Linked DNA regions of Mus musculus: region 1 is linked to region 2. Evidence: chromatin contacts called from public Micro-C data. All regions are on one chromosome and are shown on one strand. The core of a region is the stretch at or near the end of the contact, and the rest is flanking DNA. Distances in the headings are between cores, read along the strand shown.

Region 1 (5,731 bases), core at 388-2,887, 2.1 Mb before region 2:
GGCTGCCCTGGCTTTCACCTGTTTACCCCCAAGGTGTCCTGTGGGCGAGGACATTGATGCACAGCGCCCTCTGGCGTCTGCTTCTGCTACAGTCAGGCGATAAAGGTGCAAAGACTGGCAACGCTGAGGGTTCTTGAGATGCAGCCGGAAGCCGGAACCGGGTAAATACACGTACTCACACGCGCGCGCATATGTACCGGATTCACAGAACTCTCAGCCCCGCGATCGCAGGCGCCAGAGCTAAGACCGAAAAACACGGCCACTTGCAGGGATAGCACAGTATCCGGGCTGGTGGATTCTGAAGCTCTTGGGAATGAAAGACACTAACACCACTCTTAGTCCCATTTATCCAGCCGGTTTAGAAAACTCCAGCTGCTACCGCAGCGCCTGCGCTCCTCGCCCCTCCACAGAACACCTTGAGTTTTCGGTGCACTCCCGTGGCCCGGAATCTGCTGTGGAGTTCAGAACACTAGGCTCAACCTCGCCGGCAGAACGCGAGTGTCCCTGGCCCTCTGAGAAATCAAACGCGGAGAAAATATCACACTCTCCTAGGCTCGCGGTGATGCCCACAACTCCCTAGCCACACAGAGCGATTCTCCCCGCGTCGGTTCTAAGATTGTGTCAAGTCCAAACCTCCGAAAACTGATTCTGGAGGAACCTGGACAGGACAAGATTCTCTCCCTAGTGACAAGGCTTGCCATTCCCTAAAAAGAAACCCCTCACTGAAACTATGCTTCTGTTATTTAATGGCAACTGGACCTTGGAAGGCGAGAGAGGGTTATGTTTGCAGGTGTATCTCTGACCTAACTGCCTGGTCGTTTGCTATGTGTCTGGCGGATAAACTTACACCAGCTGCACCCCTGTAAGTCTCAGGGAGTTACCTGCACTTTCTTGATGTGCCACAAACCCAAATTGGGGGCGCTGGGGCAGTGGGGCAGTGAGTAGATTCCTGTTCGGCTCTTCAAGCCCACCTCCACCCCCTTTCATTTAAACTAGGTGGGGGAAGAAGTGCTGCTAAGAGTTTCATGATTCCCAATACCTTTCTTCTCCCCTTCCTCCCAAGGCATCCTCGCCTACTACCTCCTGGTTTCTGGACCTGTAAGGTCCTGTTAAGAATCATGATCCGGGAGACGGAAAATAGAGCAAAAAATGAGGATGAGAGCCTGAAAAACTCTCGCAGGAATCCAAACCAAAGCTTCCCAAAGTTCTTCCACTCTCTGGGAACACTCAGCTCTCACTGAACTGGCGGCCTCGCCCTCCCGCACCCCCCCCCCTCTCACCCCAGTTGCTTGGCCTCCAGGCTAGGGAGGTATCTCAAAGATGCCGGACCGGACCGATCGCCACTTACCAAGTAGACGGTGGGCTGCAGGAGGAGAAGAACGTACCAGCACGCAGCCTGCATCCTCCCTCCTCTCAAACTTCCTTGGCGGTGCCTTGGCTGAGTCTTTGTTCCTTCAAAAACATAGATCCACCTGACATCCACTTTACAGAGCAGGGAGCGCTCTCAGCAGCCTAGATACAAATGAAATTAGACATCCCATGACCACGCGGACAAGGCTGACGATCAAGCGAGGGGAAAGGGGCTCTTGGTGTGGAGTGATGGAGTCAAAAAGCTTGGAAGGGGGACGCAAAGATTGGAAAAGCGAGCCAATCCAGCTCCAGGAACAAGCGAGTGCGGTCCGCAGGCGGGCGGGCGAGCGAGCGGGCGGGCTTGAGCGGTGGCAGGGGGTTCCCAGAGCCCGGCGCGTCTCGGAAGCCAGCGCCCGAACGGCGGAGGCCAGAAGGGGTTAGGCACAGAGAGAGCAGCTCACAGGCTGGTTAGGAGGCCAACTGTCTCTGGCAGCCAGACCTGCCCTAGTGTTTGAAGGCGGGAGGCTGGGACTAAAGGCGGCGGCTGGTTCTTCGCCAGCCCTGGCAGGGTTCACACACGTACACAGCAGCAGAGAGAGATAGCAAAAGCAAGCGAGCAAGAGACTGAGAGAGGGGGGTGCGGGCAGGGCAAGGGTAGGTAGAACTGACCCGGATTAGGTACCCGTGAAATGGGGGTGGGGAGGGGGGTGCAATTTGCATATAGGAAAGCGGGGCTCAGTTTACCCATTTGAACCTCCTGAAATACAGATAGACACCCACAATCACATCCCTAGCACTACTTTTTTGAACGAAGGGGCACAGCCAGTTGCTAACTTCTACAGTAGAAACCTGTCTGGGACTCTGAGGGTCACCTATTAGACATGCCTTATGCCCAAGAAGAGTTTCACCCCGCTGTCCCTTCCTGGTGATGACCACCACCCTGCCCCAACGTGTCCCTGCCAAGAACGGTGGAGGCGACCGGTACATACCGCACAGGACTGGAGGCAAATGCAGCGAGCAAGAACCGCTCTGAACAGGCTCCATGGAGGAGCTACTACGGCCTGGAGTCTCCAGCGCCCGGGACGTGCCCTCCCCGGAGCTCCGTCTCCATGCTCGGGCGAGGACAGGTCCAGCTGCCTCGTCCAGCCTTGGCGGAGTCGTTGTCCCAGTGCCCGGGTCGCGATCCGGATTGGTCCGCGGGAGCCTAGGCTTGGCACAGTTGAATTCCCGGTGCAGGAAACTTAAGAGGCAAGAGAAGGAGGGGCAGGTAGAGAAGACGACGGAGGAAGGAAGAAAGGGAGGGAGAGAGACGAATGCGCCCGGTTGCTGCACCCGACCGACCCGGACTGCCTGTGTTGGCACTGACACCAGCAGCCTAGGACTCCCGGATTTCCGCGGTTGCCAGAGGATAGAGAATGACTTAAGGGGAGGAGACTGGGCAAGTCCTCCGGACTTGAACTTGAGCGATAAGACCCGAACCTTTCGGAAGAAAAAGAAAGCCACACAACAGGCGCGATGAGTCCCAGTTTCAGAAGGGGTGTGGTGACGAAATTTTGGAAGCTGCAAGCACAGGAAGCAGCCCCAGCTTTACCAGCAAGGCTGGAAAGCCCCAAGGCGACTAAGGATTGGTGTCGCGGGCGCTGTCCGAGGTCCTGCCCGGCCACGGGGGGACGCTCCGCAGAGCGCGGTTTCAACTCCCCGCCGCGACTGAGCGGTTTTCTCTTCCCGGTCGCGGCTGGTCGAGCCTACAGCCGGGACACCAACAATTACATTGACACGTGGGTGAACGACTCCTCAAAGACTAATTAATACCGCGTGTAAATAGATTCCACTCTCAGGCTCTCTGCGGGCCTCCTGGCCCTCAGGGAGGAATGAGCCCTGCTTGCGTCTCTGGTGGCCAAAGCACCCCCTGGGGGGGGAGGGGGTCGTTGGGAGGAAAGCGACCGCCAGGGGAGTGGCGAGAAGTGAGGCAGGGAGGTGCACAGGGCAACGGTGGGTGCTGGAGAGAGTAGGGTGCTCCAGTTGGCTTCGGGAGGGGCGCTGCTGCCGGGAACTGTAAACCTGTGGCTGCGGTGGCCAGAGGCGGGGATGCTGCGGACTGCCAGCCATTCAGCGAGCGAGGCAGCAGAGAGGACTGTGCGACCTTGGACTCTGGACTCTTCTCCAAGGGCTGGGCAAAACAAGAAAGGGGGATAAAATTTTCTATCTGTGTTCTATCTCTCCCTCTCTCATCTTTCTCTCTTGCTCTTCCCTCTCTCCTTCTCTCCCCTAAGTCTTTTCTGTGCCCTTGCATCTTTTTACTTATGTTTAAATTTTTTTCCCAAACCCATTCTCTCCATATGTCCATGCTTCCCCAAGCGCCCACCATTCCCCCTCAAACCGCAGCTCTGGTTCTTTCCCTGTGGCCTTCACCCTCTCCCACACTCAAGCATGGGATCAGCTCCATAAAGACTGAGACCAGGTCTTTCTTCTAACATGCCCACTTTCAGGCCGCAGGGGTGGGCATCAATAAAGGCCTTTCTCGAATGCTGGCTATTTCGCTCTCCATTAGTCAGAGCCTGATCTTGAGTGATAGATACACACTGCGGACCATGTTTTGATGTTAGTCTATACCTCAGGAGCCTGAGTTCATAGCACCAAATTAGAATTGGGATTTTAAACGAGCATTAGAGTTTCTCCACCACCCCACCCCACCCTCCTGGACACCCCAGGCTCTGTGGATTCTGTTCCAGTCTATGTGACCCAGACTCAGTGTGCATATTAGACGTGTTAATCACGGGCTGAATTCCCTTAGTGGGCCCAGGACACCCAACAAACATAGCAATGACAGTCAAGCAAAAGTCCCAGGCTCATGAGCAGCAGTAGCCAGAGGATGCCCACTGAGAATCAGATCTTTCCAAAAGGCCACAAATTAGATCCCACTTCAGGACTGAGTTTCCTCTGCTTTGAGGAATGTATTATCTTCCCACTAGAACTGGCTCTTTAAAAAGAAAACTCTCCTAATTTCATAAGTTGTACCCTGCCACTGTAATCATTTGGAATTCATTGAGGCAGAGTAGGAGTATGCTTTCTAATGAGGACTCTGGAAAACTCTTTAAAACTAATATACTTGGATTCAGAGCATGATGTCAATGCTGACTTGGATCTTTCCATTTATTAGAATTTTTATGTTCCATAAAGCTGAAAGAAGAAAAAATGAAGTATGGAAACATCTATATCTGCTGCCGAACAGTGAAAACATGGACAATGTTTTAACTAGTTTCACCCTCTAAGATTCATATTTTAAATATAATGGCCACTTGCACCCAAGTTCCCAGATCCTCCCAGTCTAGAGCATAGAACAGGAGCGGATGCTCACCTGGATGCCCAAGCACAGTGCTTTCCTGAGTGAACATGTTTTCTGGCCTTCGGGAAAAACAAATGAAGAAAGACAGCTTTGAGCCATACTAAGCTATTTTCCTCACATTCTTCGAAAACATTCCAACTTATACAGTCATTCGGCTATTTTACATATATATATACATATACATATAATACATACATATATATATATATATATATATATATATATATGCATGCTGTAAGATCAGTGACCTTGGAATCTCTGTCTGAATAGGACTGATTATTTAAGAAAAGCACCACAGGAGCCCAGCCCTGAGAAATGGTCAGACACTTTGTTCTGTGGCAGGGCAGGTCAGATGCCAAAGAGCTTTTCTATGTTAATAACCTGAGACTGTCTATTCCGGATTTTTACATGTATAGGATCCTACAAGCTACTTGACCTGGGATAGAAAACAAGAATGTACCACTTTTTGTATCACCAGAGAAATAATTTCCTTAATCAGAAAAATACCAGGCGCCGCTGAGTGACAAACAAGAGCCATGATTGTTCCTGTTAGATCTCTTCCATTTTAATGACCCAATAGTCATGGGAGGGGCACAAACACCGCATCTCTGCCTGCCTTCCCGTGGCTTCTTTTAAAAAACAAAAGCAAGAACATAATTCTTGAATGTTCTTCTGTTTCAGCACTCCACAATCCACAGTGATAGCAATTGTCCCAAAGAACAATAGCAGTAGTTTTTTCAGAGTTCAAACTATGCTAGGAGCTCTATTAAAAAAAAATCATCCTTTTCCTCCATATGACACAACCACATCAAAACATAACCATCACCTTTTGTGCTTCAAGTCTACCTGGTCAAATGTATGAAGACTAGTGGTATAAAGCTTATTTCTATTTAAATAGTACATGTTTCAAATGAGTCCAAAGGGCCATTCTCAAAGGGAAATGAAGATATTAAGTAATTTCTGATAATTAAATCATAACATTAAATTTATAGTATATCTGAAAGATACTGTTAATTCTGTTAGACCCAATTGCCT
Region 2 (5,147 bases), core at 486-2,985:
GGTGGCCCTGCTGCATGCTAGCTCCCTCTCGTTGTTGACAAAAGCTGAAGTTGTACAGCCAAGGAAAAGCAACAGTAGCCTGGGTTTATGGGGCCCATGTGCACCTGAGGCACGTGTTGCTGCTTCCAGTTGCAGCTCCAGATTCCAGAGAGGGACTGACCTCCTGCTTCCAGCTCTCTGACAGAGGCTTGGAGTCCTTGGTTGCCAAAACAAGAACAAAGTAACCTCAGACAAAACTCAGGCAGATTTTCACTTCTTCCCCTGGCAAAAGGGGAACCAGAAGAGGAACCAGAAGATTCCACCCTGAACATTCAATGACACTCCCAGGTTCCTGGCCAAAAGGAGGCCCAAAATAGGATACAACTCATTTTTGAGGGGAGTAGACACAGCATTGAGTGAGGATCAGAACACATTCCTAAGGCCTCACTCAATCATAACTAGAGGAAAAGCCCATGTTGACAAAATAAACTTCTTCTGGTGGTCTGTGGCCAGTGTATGAGTCTTGAACCCTGCTCCCTTTGTACATAAACGAAGATGCTCAGTAGGCAGGAAATAATGGGGGATGCTACAGAACCCAAACTCAAGAATTGAGAGGGGGATTGGAGTGGATGTAGGTAATGGAACCAGGAGAGGGTCGTCCATGATCGAAACCCCATCTCCCAAGCGGACTTGGTTCCTTGCCTACTTTTCGGTCTTCATACTCCATTTGGTCTGGAGGCACACTATAGGTCACACACCCAAATCAATTCACGTTTGCAGGAATCTGGCTCCTGAACTGAGACAAGAGCCATTCTAGAAGCTTCCAAGTAGTCGAGGATATTGAGCAAAAAACCAAAAGGCTGCTCAGCTCTCTGGGAAAGCCAACTAAGAGAGTTCAGGCAGTGGCAAGGTATTCAGGAATGAAAGACATTGATTTTCAGCAGTCCCTGTAAAGACTTCAGTTGCCACTGGGGACGTCTAGATTCTTGGACATCTCTGTGGAGTCCTGAGAAACAGGGGCTTCTGCAAAAGCGCTTGCTGCGTGTCCAACTGTTTTCCAGTTTACAAATTTTCAACATAAATTAGTTGCAACTTGCTTCCCATCATCCCACTAAGACAATGCTGTTCTCCATTTGTTCTCACTGCCATCTAACACTGCTCCTCCTCTGCACACAGTCCCACAGCGGTGCTCTCTCCTACAGTCTCCGTCGGAGGAGGGGGGAGAGGACTGGTAGGTGTGGAGCAAGAAAAGAGCATCAAGAACCGCATCCTCTAAACTGTACTTTTGAGATTGCTGATTGGAACACGTTGTCTTCAAACAGCACGGAGCTAGGCCCTGGGACTGCTTGGTTTGTCGAAGCTATTCACTAAAAAGAGATCGACTGAGACCCTCCCTCCCCCAACAGGGAACAACTCATATTCTCTCTCTCTCTCTCTCTCTCTCTCTCTCTCTCTCTCTCTCTCTCTCTCTCTCACACACACACACACACACACACACACACACACACTCTCTCTCTCCTTGTACGCCTCTCTCTCTCTCTCTCTCTCTCTCTCTCTCTCTCTCTCTCTCTCTCTCTCTCTCTCTCTCTCTTTAAGCAATGCTTTGTTGTGCTAAAACTAGTTGGACGAGTTAGGGTGTTGCTCTGCTCCCGAAGCCCTGGCCAATGGAACCCGATCCACCCCGCTGTGCGTAAGCGCGCAATTAAGGATTTAACCAAGGCTGTGCTGCGCCTCAGCCAGCAGTCAGCCTGCGGGAGACAGAGCCTCCACGACTCCCAGCCTCCTCCTCCTCCTCCTCCCCGCCGCCGCCGCCGCCTCCTCCTCTTCCTCCTCCTCCCTCGCTCCCACAGCCATGTCTGCTTAGACCAGAGCAGCTCCACAGCCAATTCAGGCAGCAGCGGCCGCCGCAGTAGAAGAACAGCCACCGCCCGGGAGCTATGACAGGAGTGTTTGACAGAAGAGTCCCAAGCATCCGATCCGGCGACTTCCAAGCTCCGTTCCCGACGTCCGCCGCCATGCACCACCCGTCTCAGGAATCGCCAACTTTGCCCGAGTCCTCGGCCACCGATTCTGACTACTACAGTCCCGCGGGGGCCGCCCCGCACGGCTACTGCTCTCCTACCTCTGCTTCTTATGGCAAAGCGCTCAACCCCTACCAGTACCAGTACCACGGCGTGAACGGCTCCGCAGCCGGCTACCCGGCCAAGGCTTATGCCGACTACGGCTACGCCAGCCCCTACCACCAGTACGGCGGCGCCTACAACCGCGTCCCGAGTGCCACCAGCCAGCCAGGTAGGCGCGCGGGGGCGGGAGGCAGGTACCCAGGGCATCCGTAACCCCGCGGGCGCCAAGTTGGGTGGTAGATGAGGGCCACGCTGTCCGCACCCATAGAAGGGTGCTTCGCAGAAGCGAGTGGGGGCCTGGGACTGCAAACAGGACAGCACCTCACACCGGCATGGGGGGGGGGGCAGTGGAGGACTTTTGAAGAGGTTTAATCGGGTGTTTTGCCTCTGGCGCTGCTCGAGGATCCCTCCTTAGCTGGATTCCTAGCTGGCCTAGCCAGAAAGCCAGCTTGGCTGCAAAGAGGCTAAGGGATTTGGGGGGCGGGGGGTGGGTGAAATCAAGCAGCCCTAGTGGTGTTTGCGTAATAAAAGGAAAGTTAGTTGGAATTCTGGGTGAGCGTGCTGAGTTGGTGAGATCTAGTCTGGATTAGCCAGCGAAGCGCCCCGAGGCCTCTCATGGAGGGTGCGGGCAGCACACCGGGTGACCTGGGGGCCGGAGGGCTGCAGCCTGACAGAAAAGCGAACAGGGAACTTTGCGGTTTATCCAAGGTATTTCCAAATACAAAAAGTCATTTAAAATAGCGGAGGATTGCCGAGAGTTCACTCTGTTAGAGGGACCCCCCCCCACACACACACACACACTCCATCGAGTGCTCTCTCCGTAAGTGCCTAGAATTTGTCTGCCTTCCTTCTTCCCCACAGACTCCCCTTTCCGTCCACTGTGAAACTTCCTTAGAGCGTTACAGTGGGGTAGAGAGCTTGGGCGGTAAATGAGAGGCGTGAAGTCTCAGTGGAGAAATTTTACTAGTCGATTTTGATCTCCCCTCACCGACACATTAATAAGGCTGCTAATATTAGCATCCCCTACTCCAGTAGAGCGGAGACCGCAGCCCTCCCTCCTTCTCCACCCTTCCTCTGGCAGCAGCTTCATACACCGACTCTTCCACTCCTTTCAGGACTGAAGGGGGAAAAGGGGCCATGTGGCCTAGGGGCACATTAGCAAAACACGGATTCACAGGACCCCAGCGGGGTACATTTATGACAGTGAGAATTCTTCCTTGGTTCCTCCCCTTTACTACGAAAATATCCTTACTACAGATTCCTTTGCAATACATTGTTGATGGAAGTTTGAGTCTGCTCCTCTTGCTGTCTCTGTATCCTTGCATAGGGAGAGGATTTTTTTTTTTTTTTTTTTTGGTCAAGAACATATTAAGTCTATTTGTGAAAGAAACCAGACACATCTGTGCCCTCTCAGATCTGCAGTGAGATTATGGGGACTACATAATCGGCTCTCTGTCTGCCGCAGCCCCGACCGACCGCTTGCCGCTGTAGTGAAGGAACATAGTTTGCTTGTCGGTCTTTGAACTTTGGAGCCCTTGGCTAGCGTCTTCCCTGCCCAAGCGTCTAGCCTCTGCGGGCGCCCGAACAGACGCCGACAGAGGGTCATGGCCCAGGGGCCTCCTCGCGTGACGCCCAGGGATTGGAGTGGCTATTCGCGTCCCAGAAACACACAAGGTGAATACAGGGAGGGAAAAAATAATGAGAAAAATAAGCATCTCCAAAGGGTTCCATCCCTAAAGCGAAGAACTTGATGTGTACAAAGTGCCCCACGCACACAGTGGCTAGTAGTCAGAGACTCGCCAGCTCTTCCATGTATGATCTGAGGATGGGACAGATTTCTCTGGGGTTTGAAAAGCCAAGATTGTGATATTGGGAAAGAGAAAGATGACTACATATTTCAAAACAAACAAAATCTCGCTGATTTGAGGGCCTGTGCAAACGAGCCATTGTCTGCCAGGAAGCTCTAACCTAGTCTGTTTTGGTTATTTAGAGAAAGAAGTGGCGGAGCCAGAGGTGAGGATGGTGAATGGTAAACCAAAGAAAGTTCGTAAACCCAGGACTATTTATTCCAGCTTTCAGCTGGCCGCTTTACAGAGAAGGTTTCAGAAGACTCAGTACCTCGCCCTGCCAGAACGCGCGGAGTTGGCCGCCTCTCTAGGACTGACGCAAACACAGGTAAATCCGGCCGCCGCCAAGTACCGGCCCCGCCTCGCCTGCAAGCCCAGCTCGGCTGCAAGGTTCGGTCCCGACTGGCTGGAGCCGATTCTCTAGCACTTTGCAGAAATTCACAGATAGAAAGACACCAACCGATGCATCTTTCCCTCCATGAGCCAGGCCCACGTGGCGGTGGGCGCGGGATTCGTCGTTTGTCCCGAGTTGCCGCCATCCCCTCCCACCCAAACCCACCCCTGCTTTAACCACCAAAGGCTGGGGACCAAGGTTCCATAGTGAAAACAAGAGAAGGGGTATTTCTGGGAGGAGGGGGAATCTGCCTCGCGCTCTTGAAAAAGGTCTGGGTCCCTTCACAGTGAGAAGCTTGCCTTACTATTGGCCTGATGATGAGTCTCCAGCCATGCAAAGGCCTGGATCGTCCTGTCCCGGTCGACCCTATCCCTGAGGCAGATCAAGCCTCAGCAGCCTGAAGGTCGCGAGGTGGGGGGCGCTGTTGTACGGGGAAACCCTCCGGGATTGTCCCCTTCTTTTCCCTCCCAACCCCGCCCGCTGGGGCCTAGAATAAGGAATGTTCAAGTCGCAGCCCAGAGCTTCAGGCAGAGTCTGGCCTCCCAGTGCCGAGGGGACTGAAGGGAGTTGGACAGGAGATTGGACAATCTCTCCTTTCCCTTGGCACAGTGCACCTACAGTTTGGCCCAAGCCCCTCCCCATCGGGGACTCTGGCCTTCGAGCAGGAGAGGTATCCTCCCCAGTGACCTGGTGCACAGGCCCACACGTGCGACCAGGTCTAGAGTGAATAAAAGACAAAGCCTTGGGGTAGCAGAAGCTGGTTCCCGCTGAGCTGGACAGAGCTCCCTCTGTGCGTCCCTCCCA

Evidence for each region. Hi-C and Micro-C count contacts between places; a contact is called where the count stands out from the background.
Region 1: a contact with region 2 is called in a Micro-C map of embryonic stem cells, with 8 times the contacts expected there. The contact joins the promoter of Nxph1 here to the promoter of Dlx5 in region 2. A contact is called at or near these places in 3 of 39 promoter capture datasets (embryonic stem cells, hippocampal neurons and pre-B cells) and 2 of 484 Hi-C or Micro-C datasets (both in embryonic stem cells).

Annotation. Positions count from the first base shown.
Region 1 is chr6:8,945,925-8,951,655 of GRCm38.p6, reverse strand. It overlaps Nxph1 (neurexophilin 1), which reads right to left and starts at 1,637. Exons shown (of 2, transcript NM_008751.5): 1 at 1,349-1,637. The coding sequence starts at 1,402.
Region 2 is chr6:6,878,656-6,883,802 of GRCm38.p6, reverse strand. It overlaps Dlx5 (distal-less homeobox 5), which reads left to right and starts at 1,735. Exons shown (of 3, transcript NM_010056.3): 1 at 1,735-2,271; 2 at 4,093-4,277. The coding sequence starts at 1,917.